Regions from separate parts of the Mus musculus genome. Here region 1 is linked to region 2. Evidence: chromatin contacts called from public Hi-C data. All regions are on one chromosome and are shown on one strand. The core of a region is the stretch at or near the end of the contact, and the rest is flanking DNA. Distances in the headings are between cores, read along the strand shown.

Region 1 (5,316 bases), core at 1,648-4,147, 160 kb before region 2:
CCACTTAGGAAAACTGCACCACAAATGTGCACGCAAAAGTGGTTCTATGCCGCACACAAAACAGTCTGTGCTGGCCACAGAGGAATCAGGTCATCTCTCCCAGGCCCACAGCTCCCAGCTGCTGTATCAATCCTGCTTCTCCATGATGCTTCTAGCCCGTCACAGAACACACCAGATGACAGGATCAGCTCTTTCCAGAAGACACAGGACTCCAGCAACAGTCATCGATTGGGAACTCTCCACCCAGGTCCTGATTTCCTGCACTTCCCTCCCTCTCAGGTCACACTTGCATCACAGTGTGCAGGCTCAGTCTGTTCCACAGATCCCTCGAGGTACTCCTTACCTATGGCACTAAAGACCATGTAGGGCTAGTCCTGCCTTGTCACCTCCTTGTCTACTCCAAAGTCCCAAAGAATCCCTTGCTTACATTCATTCGTATGTAATGACTTCACATGGATACAAGAAAGAAGTGCCTGCCACATATGAGACACAACTGGGTAAACCTTAAAGTTTAACAACTAGATCCTCAAGGTAAAAGCCCATTATTTTCTTTACAAATAGATTCTTACTGATGCACTCTATATACTAGTTATACTTGCTTTTGGCATAAAGCAGAAGAGTCAGGCTGTGTCAACAGAGGCTTCATGACCCACTGTCTTCTATCTGGCCGTGTATAAAGCAAAGCTGCTGACCCCTGGTCTAGAGGAAAGACAGATGTAACAGTATTTGCTTGGAAGTTATACAGACAGACGAACCTTGGTCCCACTGTGGTGCAAACAGCAGGCACATTCAGTTTGAATATTGTAAGTTGCAGGAGAATCATTAAAAACCTACTTCTAAGTGTGGGCCAAGACCAAGATGCTGGCATTCCTAGTTTGAAAATGAGGCCAAAGGTCAAAAACTATAAGCGGTTTCTTTACCATTGCACGGGTGGAAAGCTGTAAACAGCTGGGATGAAAGCCCACTCCAAAGCCTCTGTGACAATCCTCCTGTTGCTGGCCTCACAGCGTACTACGCCATCACTGCTCACGTGATGTGGTTTAAGCTGCAGCCTCCTTTCCTAGGAGGAGAGTGGGGTGCGAAGTGCTTGCTTACAGTAAGGATAGGAGCTCACTCTTCACTGACCTTCGGACTTTTTTCCTCAATATACACTGGGTATTCTTCTTGGATTAGGGAGACATCCAGATAAAAAGGAAACTCCCCCCATCCTTATCTCCCCCACTCCCTATATAATGACACCCAGTTTATTTACTGGCTTCCTCAATGGGCAACACCTGCTACTGATAAAGATTCGACTGAGTGGCACCTTGGAAATAAACCTCTCTGAGGGACTCAAGCAAAGCTAACCTTTCTACAACCCTGAAATGATGTCCTATCAGAGGCCCCAGAACAAGAGATCCGGGATTATAATAGTTGGATGAATATGGCCCCCATGGGCACTATTAGGAGATGTGGCCTTACTGGAGTAGACTGGATGTGTTGGAAGAAACGCGTCACTGGGGGTGGGCTTTGAGGTCTCAGATGCTCAAGCCACTCCCGATGTCCTCTTCCTGCTGCCTGCTGACCTGGATGAGAAAGAACTCTCAGCTATCTCTCCAGCACCTTATCTGCCTGTGTTGCCATGTTTGCTGCCCTGGTAGTAATGGACTAAGCCTCAGAACTGTGAGCTAGCTCCAACTAAATGTTTCCTTACAAGAGTCGCTGTGGCCGTGTCTCTTCACGGCAACAGAAATCCTAGGAAACAGAGCAAAGCAGAACATATAGGGATATAATCAACAGAGACCCTCAGTCCCAACACAAACTTCTAACAAATTAGTTCAGAACTGTGCCACCGGCAGGATGGCTCAGCCATTAAAATCACTTGCCACCAAGCCAAACAGCCTAAGAGTGATCCCAAGGCCCCACATGACGGAAGGATAGAACCAAGTCTCATAAGCTGACCTCCACACATGCACTGTGGTACACCCCTGCCACTGCATAAATAAATAAAACTAAAACTAAAACCAAAAAAAAAACAGCTCGGAACTTAAGCTTAATTTTTTTTCAAGTTTTACACACGCACAATGCCCCACCCTCATCTCGGAGCACAAGTTTCAAGCAAGCAGTGGGTAAGATGCTGGCATGAAAGGCGCGGATGATTACTCAACTACATTCCCTGAGGCTCATGGGACACATCTGCCCAACTCCTTCTATCCTTAGTTTCTTGCCAGCTCTACACATCCAGATTGTGTGTCTGTTTCACCTTTCAGCAACTTCAAAACACCTCATCTTACAATCTGCATCTCAGAGCAAATCCCCACTGTTCTCGGGGAGCCATAGTTTAGAATAGAAAGGACTAACTAATGCCCACAAGTCTTTGTTTGTTTCTGTGTACATAACATATGGTACACTCCTCCTGTGCCCCTGGGTCAAAAGAGCTTTCTCTGCTGTCTAAAGGGAGCTAGCCATCTGAATTTCAGCTCCTTTCTCTACTGAAGCTGGTGGGTAAAAACAGGCAGTGAGAATTCACAGAGAAACATAACTAAGGATCAAAGAAAACAGCGACATCAAAGACAAACAGGAAATGGCCAAATGGACAAGCCAGAGAAATACAGAGGAAGTGGGTAAAGAAACCTGGCAAGGTGTAAAACGCAGAAACATTTTGGGGTCATACCAGAGAAGCAACTCATAGGCTTGAATTTGGCATGAATTAATCGCCAACACATCTCAGGAGGGATGTTACAGAACAGGGCTGGAATCAGCATCAGAACAGCATATTTCAACATCCTGTTGGCATGCCCACCAACACCTGGGCAGCTTCCACACTGGAGGATGGCAGTGATGGGCTCTAACCCCCCAGAGTCAGGCTGATTCAACAGATCCAGTTCCGTGTACAACAGTTCTCAGTCCAGGGTTCAGCTGGCAAAGCTCCTATCCTTGACAGGTTTTCCCCTGTGCCTCCAGGTTTACCGGGAACTCCAAAGATCCCTCCCACCTCAGAAGGTTATACAATGGTCTGAGTCACTGCTTCGCTTTCAGACAGGCCACACAGTTTCCTAGGCCTAAAAAGCTGCCCCAACTTTACTCAGCAGCCACTGCTTGTTCCATCAGGGTAGGTTCTTGCTACCGTAAACAACAGAAACCAATCCTGGCAAAGTTAACTGGAAAGGACTCTGAAAACATCAAAGAGCTCACAAGATCAATAGAGAGCTAGAGAACAGGATGAAGAAAAAAATAAGAAAGCAGAGAAAAAGTGTTGTGGGGTCCACATAAACCCTACAACACCCAAACACATCAATGCAGACGACAAAAATATATTTTAATCAATCCACTACTGGTCAATTGGGCCGCCAAACAGATTTGGGAGCTGAACTATGAAGAGAAGTTGCACAACACATTTAAAGGATAAGACCACAAACGGGGTGGGCTGTAGCAGCATCCAATCATATTTTGACATAAGGGGTTAATAGGGGAGTTTTCACCAATCAGGTTAGGAGTAGGTTCCTGGGGACACAAACTTATTTGGATCCTGACAGCAACATGGAGAACTTGTCCTTAGGATGTCTGAACTCAGACAACTGTTTCCTTACAATAGAAGACGGTCAGCTTTTGGGAAGTCCCCAGCTCTCCTAGCACCTGGGACCTTGAACTTGGTTTCTCCCTATGACTAAATAGAGTCTGGAAATGAAGCTGTAGTATCTAGAACAAGTTTCTTTTGCTCGTCCCCAACAAAAGCAGAAGGCCAGGTGGCAAACACAGCCAGAACCACAGTGAGACACGCCCTAGGGACAGATTGGTCCCAAAGCCAGCACTGGGACCATGTCTCTGCGTGCCTCCATCATTGTTCTGACAGGCTCCTGCCGTCACAAGAAGCTCCAAGCCGTCTTTTCCCTCTGCATGAAGATTCAGTCCTGGGTGGGGACACCTAAACAGCCAGGAGCAGGCTGTGAGGAAGAGGATGGGATCAATCCCTCGGGCTTTCTAATGGCCTTCCTTCCTTCCCACCAAGCACCACACAAACAGGAGCTCCCACAAACAGAAACATTTAGAATGATTGGCGACAAGAAAAAAAAGTTAAAAGTTCCGTATAAATATAAGCACATGTATGTATACACTTTTCACCAGTGTTCCAGAACGCCAACCTGGCGGCTCATCACTGACCCTTGTGAGATACAGAGCTAGAGGGAGAGTCTCTGAGATGCTTACCCACTCCTCAAGGCGCCATACATACTCCTCGAGATACTAACCAGGAGCAAAGGAACCGCAAACCCCCAGTAAATACTGACGATGCTTATAAAGAACTGAAAACTATTATGGCTTTAAAAAGACTAAGATTATAGTCCAAGCGTCAATAAGAAAATGTTAAACACTAACAAAAATTCTAAATTAAGATGGCTCATCGGGGAAAAGCCTCCAAGCCTGATTCCCTGAGTTCAACATCAGGGACCCACATGGTGGGGCGAACAACTCCTGCAAGTTGTCCTCTGACCACCACCACACACACAGTAACATGCATGCATGCACTCACACATGTAGGCAAACACACACACACACATGATCTCTTTTAAAGGTTCTAAGTGAAAATCTAGATTTCCTGAACAATAAGAAACGGACTATCCGCTAGGTACTTGGGAGGCAGAGGCAGGCGAATTTCTCAGTTCAAGGCCAGCCTGGTTTACAGAGTGAGTTCCAGGACATCCAGGGCTACACAGAGAAACCCTGTCTCAAAAAAACTAAAAAAAAACGGACTATGGGACCTCAGACAAAGCTCAGCGTAGCCTGTGAGGAAAAGCCCTCCCACACACTCAGCACTCCCGTCCTGCGGTCCCAGCTGCTTTACAGTCCATGCGCCCACGTCATTAAATTAACTACATAGAACACAGGCCTCACCGCTGGTCAAAGCTCTTGCCCCAGCTGCCTTCTCACGAAGCACAGGTCCTCTCTAGGGATGGAGAGACGGCTCAGTGGTTTAGAGCGCGTGTTTCTCCTGAAGAGGGCCCAGCTTCCATTCTCAGCACCTAGGTTTGGCTACCAACCACCTCTAACTCTGGACAAAGGGGATCTGACGCCCTGGTGCACGTACATGCTGGCAGAACACTCATACACAAAAAATAAATATAAAAATATCTATTCCATCGCCATTAATTAAAAACTTCCACCTAATTCGCCCCTCTGACCAGCCATGTTTCTCTCCTACGGCTTTTTTTCTGATTGGTGGGCTTCTGACTGGCAGCCTTGGTCTTACCTCCCATCCTTTACTGTCCAAATCCTACCCTACCCACAGGAGCCCTGCTGAAGTAATCCTCCTTCCCTCTATACAAAGCCCCGAAGGGCTCC
Region 2 (6,058 bases), core at 2,762-5,261:
ACACAGCGATGGTGCTGCCGTGGGGAACAAACACAAACTCTGAGCTGCAGCCACAGGAGACAGCGAACTGCAGCCCTTTCCTGCTGTCATTACACACCTTCCCATAGTTCACCTGCAGGATTGAATTATAGTGTTACTCACCACTAAAGCCTGAGCTATAACGGCAACAAAGACAGAAACAAACACTTCCTTCATTTATTATGGCATTCAATAGAGAGGGCCTTTAAATGTAAAAAAACAGCATCTTAATAAAAACTAGGGCCAATGATACACATGTACATTTTATATCTGAGGAAACAGAAATTGTAAATAAACCCACAAGGGACATAGGATGCAACAAAGACAAACTTGAAGAATCATTTTCCACTGTCAAACTCTTTAGAGCTTGCTTGCTTTTCTTCCTTCCTTCCTTCCTTCCTTCTTTCTTTCTCTCTCTCTCTCTCTCTCTCTCTCTCTTTCTTTCTTTCTCCTTTCCTTTCCTTTCCTTTTTCCTTTCCCCTTTCCTTTCCTTTCCTTTCCTTTCCTTTCCTTTCCTTTCCTTTCCTTTTTCCTTTCCCCTTTCCTTTCCTTTCCTTTCCTTTCCTTTCCTTTCCTTTCCTTTCCTTTTTCCTTTTTCCTTTCCCTTTCCCTTTCCTTTCCTTCCTCCCTCCTTCCCTCCCTTTTCACCTTTTCTCAGGGTCTCATGTGTACGCATTACTGCATTTCCCACCTTTGGTTTGACTAAAACTTTAAGAAACATTCAATTCTGGTAAAGAGTAAGGAGAACATGTTATTGGTGTCATATTTTGGCTGTTTCTTCAAGAAGGGACAATGGCTGATTATAAAACAAACTAGGAAGGAAGCTGTCCCTTTGGTTGTTGCCCTGTTCCTAAGAATGTGCCGTGATACAACCCACACTGTAACCCGACCATCGCAGCCACTCAAGTGTGCAGGTGAACGCGATCAACACGGCTGCAGAGCCTTCACTTCTCTCAGAACTAACTCACTGAACAAGAAAGACATCCTCACTTCTTGGGGATTTACTTGAAGGAAACAATTAAGCATCAGAGAGTCCTATGCCCAGGGGACTCTCTGCATCGCAGCGGCAACCAACTCGTGTTAACTCGCAGGAGCTCGTGCCTCAGCCACCCTGTGCTAGCAGGTCCATTCAAAGCTGAACTTGGGCTCTGCAATCTAGGTGTTAGAGGTTCTCCCAGACTTAACCTCTAAACTTCATTCTTCTCATCTGCTAAGTGGAAATGATGCTATTTACCACAGTGTTATTGTAAAACTACAGGGGAAGTCCTGCACAGGATAGCATCTGGGAAATGAGGGGAGCCAGCTACATAAGATTCATTCATTCCACGTTAGGAAGAACACCCTTCCACTTCCACAGACAGCCAGGATGGATGGACCATGTAACTATGGGGAGGCATGGCTCCGGAAGCTAGAGAGGGCCTAAGTGGGGAAGGGCCTTAGGAGTGAGGGGAGAGCAGAACACACATGATATGAAATTAGGAGAGGATTACTGGTGGTTAAAATGAGAAGAGGGAAAGGAACAGGAGAGGAGGGAGCTGGGTTAAAGAACACAAAGGCTGTATGGAAAAGCCCTATGGAGACTAAACTTCTATTAAAGAAGTTTGAACATAGGTACCATGCATGGATAATGCCTCCCACAGAAAACACAGGTAAGTGAAAATCTTGCCAGACATGGGTTACTTCCTGTGATGGTTTATATATGCTTGGCACCATTAGAAGATGTAACCTTGTTGGATTAGGTGTGCCACTGTGGGTGTGGGCTTAAGACCCTTACCCTAGCTGCCTAGGAGTCAGTCTTCCACTAGCAGCCTTCAGATGAAGCTGTAGAACTCTCAGCTCTGCCTGCACCATGCCTGCCTGGATGCTGCCATGTTCCACCTTGATGATAATGGATTGAACCTCTGAACCTGTAAGCCTGCCTCAATTAAATGTTGTCCTTAGAAGGGTTATCTTGGTCATGGTGTCTGTTTACAGCAGTAAAACCCTCATACAGAAGTTGGTACCAGGGACTGGGGTATTGCTGTGATAGGCCTGACCATGCTTTTATTTAGAGGAATGTAGATTTTGGAACTTTGGATTTGGAAAGCAGGGGAATGCTTTAAATTGGGCGGGCTTAATGGGCTATCCTAGTAGGAATATGGAAGACTTTGTTACTGAGAGTGATTTGAATTGTATGGACCTGGCCGAAGAAGTTTCACTGGAGAATTTCAATATGAGGCCTAAAAACTGTTTTTGTGGTGTTTTGGTGAAGAATGTGGCTACTTTTTGCCTTTGTCTGAAAAGTCTGCCAAGGTGAAGAGACTCAGATTAACTGCACTGACAAAGGAAGTCTCAGAAACACCAAGCATAGAGTGTGTTCTCTGGTTAAATCTCATGAAGAATGTTTTGAATAAGCATAGCAAGTTTAGAAAGCAAAGACATAAAATATATGGTTCCAGTATTAAAGGGGCACCAGGAAGTGAAATAGAACTGAATCCTATGTTCTAGGAGATAACAGATTAAGGAACTTTGTGGCAAGATCCTACCCAACTAAATTTAGATCCAGGCATGGTGGTACATACCTTTAGTCCCAAGAGATAAAGCCAAGCAGATCTCTGAGCTCAAGGCCAGCCTGGGACAGAGCAAGTTATACATAAAAAGCTTAAATCAAGTGTGGTGGGACACACTTTTAATACCAGGAGACAGGTATGTAGTTGTCTGAGTACAAGATCAATCTACAGAGCAAGATCCAGGCGAGCTAAGCTTAGGTAGGGAAGGAGTCGGAAAAGAGGAAGCTAGTGGCAATGTATTAGGACAAGGGAAAGAGGCAGAACTGCCAGACAGCCAGAGTGCAGACAACAGGCGAAGGCATTCAGTTAGAACAATAGGAAAGGTTGGAATTATAAGTGGAAGACTTCCACTGGGAGGAGCCATAACAGGATAGAGTAACTAATCAGAGGTGAGCCTCGCAGTGACACTGGAATACACAGGAAAAAGAAACCACGGAGAAATTAACAGCTCTGTGGTACTAATGAACAAAGATCAGAGGCTCAGTTCCCTGACACATCCACCACAATATGACAGATAAGGCCAGTAACTGAACAGCACCAATACCTACTTTGAATTCTTTTTGTTATTGTTGCTGTTGCCAAACCTGTCTCCTTGTGAACTTTCCCTGCAGGAATTTGCTCCAACTTTAAGGCACGGTCTCCAAGTTTTAGTCTACAAACCACGGGGAGATTGTGTCACGAATCATTAAGGATCTGTTAATGTTTGTGTGAGGAGGAAACTTTTAAAAAATTCTATTTCTATGTATTGTTATTTAAAAGGTAAATTATTAAGCTTTAAAAAGATTAGTATGTAGACACAATGTTTGTATGTAATTATAATTAAAGAAATATTGGAAATTTGTACCTATACATATTTTCATAAGGCAAAAACTCTGCCCTCTATTTGGTATCTCAGTATTACTTTTTAAACTTTGTAATTCTTTTTTAGGCAGACAATATCCATGATTTACAAAATCATGACAGTAAAACTGAAAAGAATATTAAGTAAATCACCCAATACCCGAAACATTACTAAATGGCGGGAGTAGAATTTGGTTTCTGATTTGACAAGACCTTTACAAATATAAAGGCAGGGTTTCTCCTCAGAGTTTACTTTTCTGGGATCGATTTCTCATGCCTCTTCAAGTATTCTGGGATCGATTTCTCACGCCTCTTCAAGTGTCATTTCTCAGTTAGCACTGCTCTCTTTTTATGAATAACTTACTTTGAGAATGTCTATTAAAAATTCTGTGATCCATTCTAAACTTATATTCTTAATAGCAAACCCCTAAGGCAGGAGTACCATCTTTATAGAGGCAAAAACAGAATAAGCCTTCTTAACCATGGACACATGTCCAGTGCCGTCTGTGTTCGTCACATTAAGCGTGGACACAGTGTGACCTGCCACTTCTCTACTGAAAGACCTCTCCTAGGCCTCACCCGGGCCTCCAAGGCTCAGCTCGCTGGCAGCCTGTACTTCCTGTTACTGTTTGTGGATTTCAGCGTGAGAGTTCCCCGCTGTCCCCACAGGACCCATGATGCTGCCATAGTCTTTGAGTGCTTTTTCCTTCCTTTCCCTAGATTAAGTCGCTGGTGGCTCAACTCTTCTTTTCTTCTGGGTCAATCAAGCCTTTCATGACTGCCCTATGAGACCCAGGTACTAACTTCCTAGTAGCTTCTCTTTTACTGAGTTTTTCCTGAGATAGGGTCTTGTTAGGTAGCCTGGGCTGGCTCTGAACTCTCTAGGTAGTCCAGTCTTGCCCCTGAGACCCACCTGAGTGTAGACACACAGCAGGCTCTTCCTTTCTCCACAGTTTCACTTTATGCTCATCTACTGACTGATCTTTTTTTTAAACTCCTTCCTAGAATGGAAGCTTCCTAAGATAAAACAGGTTTTTCTATGCTTTGTCTATTGCTGTATGATTATTGCTTGGCAAATAAGTAAAAGCTGGATACATACTTATTAAAAGAAGATAAGGAGAAAGGAGAAGTCTGATTTAGGACATGATATAACACAAGGAAGAGAAGAGTCTAAAGTATGAAGCCAACACCCGCAGATCTACCCTGAGAGACAGAAAACCACTCCACATTGATTATGGGAGGCTGGGGAGTGCAGCTTGGTGGCAGAGTGCTTGCCTGGCAGGCACAAGCCTCTGGGTCTGAGGTCATCATCACAGACACAAGCGACTCCATACAGCATAGAAATACTAGTATTTATGTAAGTAATCAGAGTGACCCTCTCAAGAATTTTAGAGAAAATGAATAGCTAGAATGAATGGGTAAAAAAGGGATGTGATTAGCTGTACAATTTGACTGTTGGTAACTCATCCGGATTAGAAGTTTTCAATGTTTTAATTAGAAGCATGAGGTACAAACACTTGCACTTCACCAGTGCTGCAGTAGGAGTGGAGCATGGCAGGCGTGCCAGGAGGGGTGGCTTGCCTTGACTTGAGAATATGTCGTTCACATCTAAAGCATCTTTCTAAACTATGTTAAGAGCTGTGATTCAAAGGCAAGAAATGAAGTCACATCCATAGCAAAGTAGAAAGTGTACATCACAATCACCCACTGAAAGGCCCTCTGAAGTCCCTTACCAGGGTGTTGTCCCCGCTGGAGCTATTCCAGAGGCGCATTCGGTTGTCTGTGCCAATGGTGAGCAGGTGAAGGCCGTCACTTGTAAAACATAAGCCGTTAACTTTCCCATTGTGAGCAGTGTTTGCTGCAATGAAAACACATTTGGCTTATGTTTTTCTGTATTAAGCATATATCTAAACACATTAAAGAATAACTAGTGAGTTACTTTAACTATAATTTGAACACCCTTAAATTAACCAACCTTTACATTATGTGAACACAGTAAGCGGCATTCAAAGAACCATGAATACAAAGGAAAAGGAAAGGCAAAGAAACTTGCTAAGTATAATTTTTTCCAGTAAGTAAATGGTATTAAATTAAATTAACTGTACAGTTCAATATCAGAACTTTAAACACCTTTGACCCTTCTATATAGTTCCCTCCAAACTCGAAATCATTTGTCATATTAAACATCTGTAATTGCGGTGCCGGCCTGGACTCCCATCCCTAGGAAAGCAGAGGGAACTTCCCGCTGTACCCTGACACACTTCTAGTCCAGATGAAGTGCGTGCTACCACCCAGGAATTAAATCCCCCAGAAACACAGCCGAGCTGCAATGTCACATGGACTGCACCTAACTTCCACTCATCACAACTTGCAGTTTTTATGGTGACAAAACATCATTATTTCTTTAATCTATTGTAACTTTCTGTGTAATATAGGATTTGCATAGTTGGCTTTAAAGGAAAAATATTTGCAAACCAAGTTACACAGAAGTTACGTTTGCAACTCTGGAGGAAAAAGCAATCCCCAGTTATTTGTATCTTGGGAGAAAGAAAACCATAATTAAATTTGATTCACAAACTGATTTCTGGTAAATGCCATTTACAAAAATCAGTTTTTAATTTGTCAATATGCATATTTATTATTTGATTTCA

The links. A called contact is a pair of places that touch in the nucleus more often than the background predicts.
Region 1: a contact with region 2 is called in a Hi-C map of hematopoietic stem cells, with 9 times the contacts expected there. The contact joins two enhancer-like sites. A contact is called at or near these places in 5 of 15 datasets of contacts at CTCF or cohesin (CD8 T cells, the NIH/3T3 cell line, hippocampal excitatory neurons and 2 more), 204 of 484 Hi-C or Micro-C datasets (the 3T3-L1 cell line, 3T3-L1-derived adipocytes, the 4T1 cell line and 117 more), 22 of 115 datasets of contacts at active chromatin or transcription factors (CD4 T cells, CD4 single positive thymocytes, CD8 T cells and 16 more) and 4 of 9 other capture datasets (adipose tissue, embryonic stem cells, liver and 1 more).

Annotation. Positions count from the first base shown.
Region 1 is chr13:108,335,907-108,341,222 of GRCm38.p6, reverse strand. All of the region lies in intron 2 of Depdc1b (DEP domain containing 1B), which reads right to left. Among named protein-coding and RNA genes, the nearest start is that of Depdc1b, 22 kb to the right of the region's middle. Within about 2 kb of position 2,897, at least 59 of the 459 cell types and tissues checked have an H3K27ac peak or open chromatin away from gene starts, as enhancers often do. A contact at or near this core is called in hematopoietic stem cells, where this site is marked.
Region 2 is chr13:108,177,779-108,183,836 of GRCm38.p6, reverse strand. Ercc8 (excision repaiross-complementing rodent repair deficiency, complementation group 8) reads right to left here. Exons shown (of 12, transcript NM_028042.4): 9 at 5,141-5,265; 10 at 1-112. Among named protein-coding and RNA genes, the nearest start is that of Ercc8, 22 kb to the right of the region's middle. Within about 2 kb of position 4,011, at least 9 of the 459 cell types and tissues checked have an H3K27ac peak or open chromatin away from gene starts, as enhancers often do. A contact at or near this core is called in hematopoietic stem cells, where this site is marked.